Linked DNA regions of Lactuca sativa: region 2 is linked to region 1. Evidence: chromatin contacts called from public Hi-C data. All regions are on one chromosome and are shown on one strand. The core of a region is the stretch at or near the end of the contact, and the rest is flanking DNA. Distances in the headings are between cores, read along the strand shown.

Region 1 (6,890 bases), core at 1,885-4,384:
ATATATATATATATATATATATATATATATATATATATATATATATATAGGTTAGGTTATTTATTCTAACTATCCAGTGAAAATTAAGAAAGTGATTAATAAATATTATTAAATTAAAAATAATTGAAAAATACCATCTAATTTCACTATAATGGTATTTTAGTCAATTGATATAAATTTAAAAAATGAAAATTCCAGATTTGTGAGGATAATTAATTTTCTTGATTTAAAAATTATGATTTTTTAGTTAATTCAATTTTATTTTTTTTGTAATTTTTAATTATACCCGATATATTTTGTGAGAATGATATTCTATAAGAATGTCAGGATATATATTTCTCACAGAATACATATTTTGATTAAATGAACTTTTTTGAAAAAAAAACAACATTCTTGAACCATTAGTTGAAAAAATAACAAGATCTTTGTATATTCATGAACATCTGGATGTAGATTCATACATATTCTTACATAATCTTATACGTTTTAATACAATTATACATATTCTAACAAAATGTCACAAAAATGAATTAGATTCTTGAAAAGCATTCATGAGAACAAAACTGAATATTGCATGTCCTTATTCTGAAAGAATATTGGTCTTCCTCATTCTAAAGTCTTCGCCATTCTAAAAGAATATTTGTAGGTTTTAAATAACATTCATGAAGGTCTTCACCAGCCCACAATAGGCACTCATACATGGGGATGATGATACAAGTTGCACCAAGACAATGGGTTTAAGTGTTGTCCTGGATAGGCTAACAAAGGATTCAACATTGATGCCTAATGCACCAGCAAAAACAAGGATACATACCTCAAGTTGAAGCTCGTTCAATTTAGAAGTCAAACTCTCTATGGTTGATTGATTAGCTGCTACAGTAGCTTCAAAGGTAAACAACTACAGAGCATCCCAATCCCTGTAAAAACAATAACATAACCCTAGAATGCCATGAACATTCCATCACTAACCAATAATACAATTTGAGACTTCATGAACATCCCATCACTAACCAAGAATACAATTTGAGACTGTCATGACATGTTGAACAATCAATACCCATCTAACAACATTTCTCTTTGACATTTCATCAAACACTTTAAGGGTACTCCCTAAATCATCACATTTTCTGTTAGTTTAGTTATACAAAAAAGAAGTTTAGGTATATAAAAAAGAAAAGAACATATGAAATACTTAAAAGCTTACCAGGATGAGTGGATTACAATTTCACAGATGTTACAATTACTGGTTTGGTTTCTTTGGTGAAAATTTTCAATTTCCTAATAAACTTGACATCAATTTACTTACATTAAAAAACAAAATCGTAATTGCTAAAAATCTCAATATGTTCATACTTAGGAAAATCTTGAAACCGGAATATTACATGTAATTTGTAGGTTAGGGTTCCAGCCTCCAAGGTGAAGTCAAGAGCGAGAATGAAAAAAAAAAAGAATTGTAGTTCGTTTTCGTTAGACTCCCCGTCTTGCACATGAGGTTGGGAAAAAAAATTGTTCCAGAAAATCATTGATTTAATAACGGGGGAAGAAGGCAAGAACAAGAGAAAGAAACAAAAGGGTCATCACCGAAATTAATATTTTTATCTTTGAATCACACACAAAAAAAAAGGTCCGACTTTTGTGCCTTGGTTACGATGTCATTTTCGCCGTCGCCGATTGGCAACTCCGACCCTCCTTCGATCATAGGATGATTAAGGTTTCATTCGTCAATAAAAAAAATAAGAGGAGACATTAATACGTGCTGATATGAGAAGCTAAGTTAAAGAGTTGGTAAAAAGAGATTTTTTTTGTAATGAATGATTTAAGGGTTTTATTATGATTATTATATGCTAAATTACATAATTATCTTATTAATTATTTAATTATTCTTAAATTCCTATTGGTTCCTACATTCACACAATAGATGTAAAAACTCTCTCTCCCTCTCTCTCTCTCTCTCTCTCTCTCTCTCTATATATATATATATATATATATATATATATATATATATATATATATATATATATAGGTTATTTTGTTTTTTACATTTATTGTGTGCTAGAATGCACCAATAGAAATTTAGTAAATTAAATAATTATTTAATTAAATAATTATAGATATTAAATGATTTCCATAATTATATGTATATTAAATGATATCCATAACTATAATTCTCTTTTTATGGAAACTAATTAAATCCGACGTTAATGCCAACAATAACATTCTTTCAGAATGAATTTGCATCTAGGTTTTATATATGAGTTCGTACTTTGTTTCAAAACTCAATCACTTAAAATACAATAAAGTTGTATGGAATATGAAGAACGAGAGTGTATTCTACTAGAATACACTCTCATTCTGCTGTAATACACTCTCATTCTTCTAAATATGAATTTATTCTGAAAGAATATTATTGTTGACATTAATGACTAATTTAATTAGTTTCCATAAAAATGAGTTATAAGTATTGATAACATTTAATATACATGTAATTAATACTAAATTCCTATTGGTGCATTCTAGCACACAATAGATGTGAAAAACATTTGAACCTACCTCTTATATATATATATATATATATATATATATATATATATATATATATATATATATATATATATATATATATATATATATTCATAAGTATAATGCTATCATGATTAAAATACAAACTACACATATTAAAGGCAGTAAGTCAGTTTATAAAACATGATATCTTAGACCAGAAAGATTGAAGTGCGGCTTTAGCTGATGTGACATTTGAAACTGCAGTAAACACCGCCCCTTATACGGTTTGGGGTGTGCAGCCAAAAAAAGGAGCGTTCCTCTCTCTCACACTTTTCCTTTATTTCTCTTTTTTCTTTCCCGTTCTTCTTTTCATGGACTACCAATCTTTATGTGTGGGAAGGAAGTGTGACAAAACGATTTCTTCTTTTCATGGAATACCAATCCTTATGTGTGGGAAGGAAGTGTGACAAAATGAGTTCCTCCAGCCTTACTATTTTTACTGATTTTGCATTCAGACTTGTACATGAGTCATAAGATTTACTATTCTAGTTCCTTTCTTTGTCTCTAAATCTAACTGTGCATTGCAGACACCTGAAATTGAATTTGTTGGTATTGGGCCTTTCTTTCCTATGGACCTTTGAAAGGATATGGTTGAGAAGCGGGCAAACGGCTATCCCTCCTCCTCAACTCAACTACCTCGTTTGATATTATTTCTTCAGTCCCTCCCTCCCTCCTTGTCTTTCTTTCTCTTTCTCCCTGTAACTGTAAGAGAAATCATCTCCGTCTTCTCCAATCTCCATGGCCATGTCCATGTCCATGGCCAACACCCTATCATCAACAGCAGCTCCTTTCAAGCTCTCATCATGTAGAAGAAGTCTGCCCCTTTATTCAACTTCATTCCTCCCCCTCAATCTCAAAACCCCACCTTCTCTTCTCTCTCTAACACCCCACCACCACCAGATCCAAATCAAATCCAGTCACCGCCGTCTCATCGTCGCCAAATCCAACGACAGTGACTCTGTCGACATACCAGACCGATTAATCTCAGCCGTATGTTACTTCTACCCCTTCTTTGATGGAATCCAATACGGCAAATACGTAATCACCCAATTCTCATTCATGGAAACCTTAATTCAACCTCTTGTGCCTGCAATCAGGGTGTTCAAAAGCTTCCCATTCAATGGATTCTTAGTGTTTTTGACACTTTACTTCGTTGTTGTCAGAAACCCTAACTTCAGTAGGTATGTGAGGTTCAATACCATGCAGGTTATTGTGCTGGATGTGCTGTTGATTTTCCCTGATCTTTTAGAGAGAACTTTTAATCCAAAAGATGGAATCGGGTTAGATCTGTTGATGAGTGTGGATAGCACTGTGTTTTTGTTTCTGTTGGTGTCCTTGATTTATGGTTCATCTTCTTGCTTTTTGGGGCAAGTTCCTAGATTGCCCATTGTTGCAGATGCTGCAGACAGGCAAGTTATGTGAACAATCATGAATACATGCTCATGATTGGTTCTTCAATTTGTATTAAATATCAGTAGTTTTGCTGCTTACTGTTCATCCTTTGCTCACTAGTCACTTCATATGATTTACTGATTTTTTGTTCCCATACAAGTCCTTAGTAAATTTCAAAACATATGTTAGTAGGATTTATAAGAAATCTAGTCAATTTCTCTGAATTTGTGTTGTTATACTATATGTTTTGAGCTCATTTTTATATTCTAACTCAATAAAGTTCAACTGGATGATGCTTTTAAATCGGGTATAAGATTGAATTTTTTTTAACGAAAGCCCCTGTCATTTGCGGTTCTACTTCTAATCATGGTTTATAGTAACATGTGCCAATCAGTAGGGTTTTTATTATGTAATTTGAGGCTCTAGATTTAAAATTTAGTTCTTATTGTGTAATTTGAGACTCTAGATTTAAAATAGAGTTTTTTTAACCACCACCATCAACACCACTACCCACTTCCCACCACCACCACCAACCACCCACCTCCACCATCACCACCCAATCACACCCACCACCTACCTCCACCACAACCCCTACCACCCTACCAACACCACCACCTTCTGCCAACGTGAACCACCACTTTGACCTCCCCACCACCACCACATGCGATTAAGTTATTAACATATGATTAAACTATGTTATTCACATATGATTAAATCATATTATTCACATGCGAATATATATATATATATATATATATATATATATATATATATATATATATATATATATATATATATATATATATATATATATATATATATATATATAGGGTGAGGTTCAATAGAGAACCATAATTAACCAAGAAACTAATCTTTTTTTCAATTTTTAAAACTTATTTTTTATCAAAAAATAAAAAAAAAATAAAATAAAAAACTAAAAATACAGAAATTTATAACTTTTTATCCTTTTTCCAATGATATAAAATTCGATTTTTTTTTACGTCAAATTCACAATGTGAATCTTCGAAAATTCACAACGTGAATCCGGATTCACACGGTGAATCCGAAAAATATTTTTCACATTCACAATGTTAATATATGAATTTAGATATTTTTAAATTTTTTTTCGATAAAAAATAAGCTCTAGAAATTAAAAAAAAAAATTGGTTACTTGAAGAACCTATAATTATGGTTCTCTATTGAACTTTTCCATATATATATATATATATATATATATATATATATATATATATATATATATATATATATATATATATATATATATATATATATATATATATATATATATATATATATATATATATATATATATATATATATATATAAGGATCTTTTTTTTAATATTTTCTTATTATATTGTATGTGTTAAAACCTTGTTATTCACATATGATTAAAACCTTTTCTTCACATGTGAACTAGATTACAACTCGCGTTAAACGCGGGAAACGCATAAAAACTTACAAATGTCTACAACATAATAATTATAAAAAATATTATGTTTATTGGTATTATTGAAATATATGGAAGATACATTGAAATCGATAAATATCTATAATCATTGAAGGACCTCTTTATATATGACATTTTTTTGTTTTATTAGTTGAATGACTTTCTTCATCACATATGGAAATGATATTGTTATATAAGCATAAGTTTTCTAATTATATGTTCCTTCATAATAAGGTTACTTAATTTAAGTCTATATTGACAACCAATATACCGTTTTTTTCACTGCATTAAATATTGACAACTATTTTATTTATTCAAATAAAGTCATACAGTATAATTTATGGAATTTTAAATGTTATATAAATTTAATTTTAATATATCATTAATAGGAATTCTTTTCTAAATCATGATTGGTTTATTTTAAATTGATTATAAATATAAGAGATAACTTTTATGTTTGTTCTTATTTATTTGGTGCTCGCAAGAACTTTACATTGGTCTTGGCGATATTTTGAATAATTTTAGTATATCATCAATGTAATTTGGTATATCTTTCAATTATATGAAATATCAAATAATGACATTTCACTACTATTATGATAACTTAGTTTATATATTGCATTTTTACTAATCTTAACGATCTTATTTTTTTTTTCTAATAACCGTAACGCTTTTATTAATTGTACTTTCAAATATCCTAATATCTTATAATTTTTTATCTTACTTTATAATTTCTCATAACTATACTATTTTCAAGATTGGTTGTCTTAATAGTTTTTTTTCCAGTCTATTCAATTTTATATTTCATTGTACAACATCATCTTTTGTATGTATTTTGAAATTTCATTTTAAAAATGTTTAATGTTTACATCTTGATTTTTTTTAATAAACTCGTGTAATAATTATGGAATATATATTTTGTTTGAATTAACATTTACTTTCTTCACTAAATTAAATTCCTAATTAAACGGATATATTTTGGAAAATAATAATTATAATGAGGCAACATTATCTAAGACATAAATGTTTGATATACTTTTGGAGGGAAAAAATCGGGATCATTAAAAAATTTTATATAAAGAAAATACAAATTTAAATTAGGTGGAATTATGGATAAAATTACCGACGCAAATTATTTTGAAGAGAATTGTATTTTATAAATTATAATACTATGACAAAATTCGAAATATGTATATTGTTGTGTAAATTTATTTAATTTATTGTTACTATATGTTAAACAAAAAAAAACAATTTCAATGAACGTATGTAACTAAAAAATCGAATTTGAAGATGAAAATTTAAAACTTAAAAGTACGAAGACATGTGATAAAAAAATGTGTGAAAGAGCTCTAACCACATTTGACCAATTTGTTAGTGAGAATATCATAAATGGACTCTCTGATAATGATCAACGAATTATTTCTTATATGACAAAAGGTGAATTCTATAATTAGTGGATTCAAAAT
Region 2 (6,241 bases), core at 3,021-5,520, 890 kb before region 1:
CAGGTCCACAACCAAACAAGGAACAGGAGATAGGGCAGAAACACACATACTAGATATGTGTAATCAAAATCATATACCACTCTCACGTATACATTGAATAATGATAGGTGGGTTGTATTCATCCTTAGCCTCTATGCTCGAACTTGGTCTGCAGGACGAGTGGTACTTCGTGACGGTTTGCGGACATCTGACGATAAGGCTTTGGAGGACGAAGTACTCTTCGCACGAGTTCTTCGGGGTTTAGAATACGAAAGATAAAACTGAGGTTTAAGTCAGACTGTTGATATGAATGACGAAGGTTTCGAGAATTTGATGGTCGAGGTGATGGAAACAAATGAACTTAGTATGGTGAGGACCACGCCAATTCATGACGACTGATAGTAATGGACTCTTTGCTGAACAAAGTTTTGGCCAATTTGAAAGAAACGTCTGTTATATGATGAATTGTATCTACTATGAATTTAATCGCTAAACTATACCCATTATAGTTTACTAATGTTTTACTTGAACTGATATTAAAAAGACTCATTTATCTACTAAGTTATGCTTATACTTTAAAAATGGAGTTTTGTTAAACTATGAAGTAACATAACTTTAAAAGGGTTTTTGAAATGTTTTGATCACTTAGAGAAGACATAAGCAATGTATATATAACAAACATTTATACAATTATCATTGTGTTAAACGTGTATTCGCCCCCCCCCCCCCCCCTTAAAAGCATTTAAAACAGTTAAAAGATTTATTACGGGGTATGAACTCACCTGATGTGGGTGATTCAACGAATACACACGTAAGGATGTGAAGTTCCACGAATGAAGTCCTGAGACACAATAAGTCCTAAATGACATAAATTGGCATGACTATAGTGTCTATAAGCAACTATATGAAAGGAAACACCTTCCAGGACTAGTAAACACGTTGACTAAGTGTTGGAATCACATGTGATTGGACTAAGGAGTGTGGAATGGCACTAACAAGAGTTTCCTACCATAGGTTTATGGCCAAAGGGAGTTTACGGCCGTAAACTCATGGTCAAACATGCATAGCTGTTTGTTTGAAGGCTATGGAAGCTTGATGGACTTTTGCTCTACACAAGGATGAGAAAGACCAAACCAGTGGAGGCTTTTGATGAGTTTACGGCCCAAAGGAGTTTACAGCCATAAACACATGACCATTATGCATTTGAGAGTAGTTTGAGGTCCTATTAACATCCATTAAGGGTTCAAGGTCAAAGGCTTGCTTGCTGGAAGAGTTTAAGGCTCAAACATGCCATAACATAGAGTTTACGACCAAGGAAGATCTTGGGCCATAAACTCATGATCTTCATGGGAAACGGCATGTTTCAATGTTGTAATTCAATGCCTCCTACTAGATATGATGTGTAAGGAAGAGTACTTACGATATAGAGGCTTGAAATGGTTGATTTTGGCCAAGAACACTAGTGTGTGTTCTTGGTGTTTCTTGAAGATCTAAGAAAAGATGATTTCTATGGATGAAATTAATGTATGAAGCTAGATTAAGAGATGTATTAACTAATCAAAGAAGAACACTTACAACTTTTAAAGATCTAGGATGAAAAGTTGGATGATACTTGAGAGGATTTGAAGAAAAATTGGCCAAGGAAAGGAGGAATGAGAAAACTGGCCGAGTTTTATATATAGAGAGGTGAGTTTACGGCCCCCTTGAGTTTACGGCCGTAAACTCTTGGTAACTTGGCCGTAAACTCCTCTTGATGGAGTTTAAGGTTTGCATGCTATATTGTGGCTCTAGCAGGTACTTCCTAACACTCATTTCTTGTGTGTATTAGGCTTAAAACTCCTTAGAATGACCTTTAAACAGGCTAGAACTCATTACCAATGAGTCTGACACTCAGTTGAGTTGACTGACTGAGCTTTCAAAGCAAATTTTTTCGGGTTGTCACAGTTAAGATTGTGGTTTTTTATGGTCGGTTTTTGGCTGGATTTGGTGATAGAACATGTGGGTAGACGGGTGAATGTAGGTTAGGTTTTCTACAAGTAAATATGGCTATTTGCTTACGGAAATGAGTGGTTCACGGAAAAGCAGCATGTCCGGCATGGGGGTGCTCGGCGATGAAGGAAGGTATGTAATGTTTGTGGGTTCACCGATGATGCACATATGTGTTTTACAACTATTGCACAAACACACAAGTCACTCTCACACACAATACTTTACATTACATGTAATTGCACTCTGTGAAATGTATGAACTTTGTATTGCACTTGTGTGAAAAAGCTACTTTTATCGTATCCATATACATCCCTTTTATATCTGCTGATTAAAAAAAGAAACAACGAGAAGTTGAACTTCCTCAAAACTTGGTGAGAAACTTGCACTTGTTGAAACATGGAGAAACAAGGAGAATCATATGAAAATCAAGTGATCCGCATGTCAACGCAGCCAAAAATGATCAAAATGGTTTTTATTTTTATTTTTATTTTTATTTTTTTTTAATATTAAAAACAAACAACCTCTTAAATTCTCAACATATTGACTAAGAGATATCTTTCCAACAGTTCTTTATATCATTATACCAAATTAATGACTGCATTTGGTAGCAAAACTATTTAATTTATAATGTTAATAAGATTTATCTTTTTAACTACGTCTTTTATATTGTTATGTATATTTATAATAAGATGCAACCTAAATAGAAACTTTTTTTTTGAACGGAAAAATTGAAACTATTTACACGTTACCAACAATTCACACGACAAGTATATAGTACAAACTCGTAGACTAATATTATCTTTTGTCAAGAGAATAAAGGAACAAGAAGAGCTGATAATGTATTAAAGGGACCAAATATTATATACTTTTGCTCTACCCAAATAAAAACAAATTAAAGTAACCAAATCTCCTTCTAATAATCTAATACCAATCAATGAAAGTGCTCGAAACAAAACAAAACATACCTAAATAATTAATCATGACATACAAAACCATACCTAAAGTCGTTATCTTTCATTACCTAAATCTATTATAATTCAGGTATATAAATATAATAGTAGTGTTTGAGATGGCTTTTGTCACGTACTGTCGTAATGTAGTCTTGTACTCTTGTATATATACTCGGGACTTTGGCGGTTATTTAATACTATTGATTTATCTCGGGGTCGGCCTTCCGTTTAATGGGCCGGATCCTGGATATCCAGCAGGGCCCATTTTCCCAGTCGGGTTTTGGCCAAACTGATAAAAACCACCCGACCCGTACAGGTGTCCTCCTCCTTGATGTTGTTGTTGATGATGCCCCATCATCGTGCCATACATCCCTCCTCCTCCTCCATTATTCTCGTGAAACCCCCCTCCGTTACTTCCAATATTTACAACACTGCCATTCCCTCCACCGCCCACACTGGCGGTGTCCTTCTCGCCTCCCTGTCGTCCCGCGAGCGCTGTCTTCTCACCCTCCATATCTCTAAATCTCTGTAAGTAAACCTTCAAGGGCTCGACGTAATCCTCAAACCCTAACGTTGTCATGGCCCATAGCAAGTCGTCACCATTGATCGTCTTTCGCTTCTCTCTCTGGCACTTATCTGATGCTTCGCCGGTGATAAAGCTGATGAACTCCGACACACACTCCTGTACAGTCTCCTTTGCGTCTTTCGAGATCTTTGCGTTTGCTGGCAGCGCTTTCTTCATGATTCTACTCACGTTTGCTATCGGAAGAAACCTATCTTGCTCCCGAAGCGAGTGATCGCCGTTGTGTCCTCCGCCGGACTCATTATCTGAATCCGCCATCTAACTACCTTTCAAATTCTAGCTTTTTGACTTTATGCTATCAATCTGCACGTAATTGAATTATGCCCAAAAACAAAAGTCCTCAGAAATTTCTGGCGCGGGAATTTTGCTGATCACAAAGTCCAAATCCTATAGGATCCTATCCTAACCAAACCACCTCAAGAAACTTAAAGAAACAATTATAATTGAAGAAAGAAAAGAGGAATTCATAATTCTAAGCAAACGCCGTGAGTCGTGAGTAAAACGTCGTCGGAAAAGTGATCGGGAAAAGACATTCAGGCGACCGGAATATGAGAGAAGGGAGAAGAAATGTTTTGTTGGAGGGAATGGGGATTGGAATACGGGATACCGTCGGATCAAATGCTATAAGAACGCCATATTTACTGCCACGTGGATGAATAAGGACCGTTATTTGTCGATAAGTGTTCATTCTTAGTGGCGAGGTGTGAACCGTTCGATTAGAAGATAGTGGAGGGATGTGGACCATCGATAGAGCATATGAGGAACATGGTCGGCCATAGCTACGTTTATTTAAGCATATAAATTAGGCACTAATAAATCGGGTTAACCCATTAATATGCACCTAATTTTGTCTCTTTTCTCTATAAATTTCTAGCATTCAGTTCAATTGTCCTTTTTATCTTTCATAATTTAGATATACTGATCATCAAATGTTTGTAGTAAAAGTATGGTAAATGTCTTATCTGCAAAAGACAAGATGGATAAAAAATAAAAAATAAATTATATATGGTATAAGAAAATATGACATCGTTTTACCAAAGAATAATAATTCCTAATCCTTTTGAGTTTTGATTGAATATATTTAAGAGAAAATGACAAAAATAGCAATTTACACCGATTACATTACAAAAATAGCAAAAAAAAAAAAAAAAACGGAAGTTGCAAAAATAACCATGAATTTCGTAGATGGAATAGTCCCATCTGCGAAATGGGCTTTGTATCTGCGAATGTACAAGCAGCTAAAGCATAACTGTGCTTTAGCTGCTTGTACATTCGCAGGTGATTTATTTATTTTTTTTTTATTTTTTTTTCTCTGTATATATTGAAATTGTAGGGTAAAATCGCAGATGGAATAGCCCCATTTGCGATTTACTCTGATTCCATCTGCGAAATTGTGGTTATTTTTAAAATTTTTATTTTTATTTTTTTTATTTTTATTTTTTTTATTAGTTTGACTATGAAATAAATTGGTTTGTAGCTCGGTTATATCTAACGTACATCACCAACATCAACATAATGCCCGTAAACATGTTTTTTTTATTTTTTTGACTTGAATTTTTTTTTAGTTTTATCTACCACACGCTTATTCATAACTTTAACTTCTTGTTTGACAACATTATTTCGTAGTCAAACTAAAAAAAATAAAAATAAAAATAAAAAAATAACCGCAATTTCGCAGATGGAATCAGAGTAAATCGCAGATGGGGCTATTCCATCTGCGATTTTACCCTACAATTTCAATATATATAGAGAAAAAAAACTAAAAATAAACCACCTGCGAATGTACAAGTAGCTAAAGCACAGTTATGCTTTAGCTGCTTGTACATTCGCAGATGGAAAGCCCATTTCGCAGATGAGATTATTCCATCTGCGAAATTCATGGTTATTTTTGCAACTTCGGGTTTTTTGACTATTTTTGTAATGTAATTGGTGTAAGTGGCTATTTTTGTTATTTTCTCTTTATTTAAATCCGCAACGAACAAGATGATAAGTATAATATAGCACGGTATTGTTGAATATATTAGAAAAAAAAAAGCTCTAGCAAGCAACTAGAGCAAAACAAGAATTACAAAGTAGAGATCAAAGTGAGGTTTTGGTTCCATAAATTCCACTTAACATGAAATTTATGATTCCTATGATAAATCAGTTTTAATAATCACCTCTATGACTTGTTTCTTGACCGAAGACAGCACAAAATTTTCCAAAAATGGAATCAAATACGTGACCGACATAAGACTAGAGAAATCCACTTCGCACCATAAATCTACACGGTAAAAAAGATCTTTAGCTAGCTGGCGGCCAAGAAACACATGATTCACAGATTCCATAGACGTTGAGCATATCGGACAATTAGTGAAACTGAATCTCCAACCCTTTCAAGGAAGGTTATCTCTAGTCGGTAAACGATTCAACATAATTCTCCAAGAAAAAAATATTAACTTTTTATAGGAATGATATTACACTAGAAGGTGACTCTAACATTAGTGGGTAAATATGCATCATCAATAACACCTCGGGTTTCCTTGACAGAATAATCAACACCCATTGCCAGGTCCCAAATCCATCGGTATGGTCTGTCAATAACATTCACTTGCACTAATAAATCAATTAAAGATGTTAGGTGAGACCCCGTGACTCTTCCTCCTGGATCACGAATGGAACTCTAATTCAATCATTACCAACATGTCTATCAACAATGGTGCAGTCAATATCCGTTTCCAGAGCAGCCAACATAGGAAAC

The links. A called contact is a pair of places that touch in the nucleus more often than the background predicts.
Region 2: a Hi-C map of leaf shows a contact between it and region 1, with 4 times the contacts expected there. The contact joins the promoter of LOC111900978 here to the promoter of LOC111909038 in region 1. A contact is called at or near these places in 2 of 4 Hi-C or Micro-C datasets (both in leaf).

What each region holds. Positions count from the first base shown.
Region 1 is chr5:4,087,475-4,094,364 of Lsat_Salinas_v11, reverse strand. LOC111909038 (protein TIC 20-v, chloroplastic) reads left to right here and starts at 3,134. Exons shown (of 1, transcript XM_023904831.3): 1 at 3,134-4,178. The coding sequence starts at 3,301. The coding sequence ends at 3,984.
Region 2 is chr5:4,977,885-4,984,125 of Lsat_Salinas_v11, reverse strand. It overlaps LOC111900978 (nuclear transcription factor Y subunit B-3), which reads right to left and starts at 4,270. Exons shown (of 1, transcript XM_023896844.3): 1 at 2,788-4,270. The coding sequence starts at 3,759. The coding sequence ends at 3,124.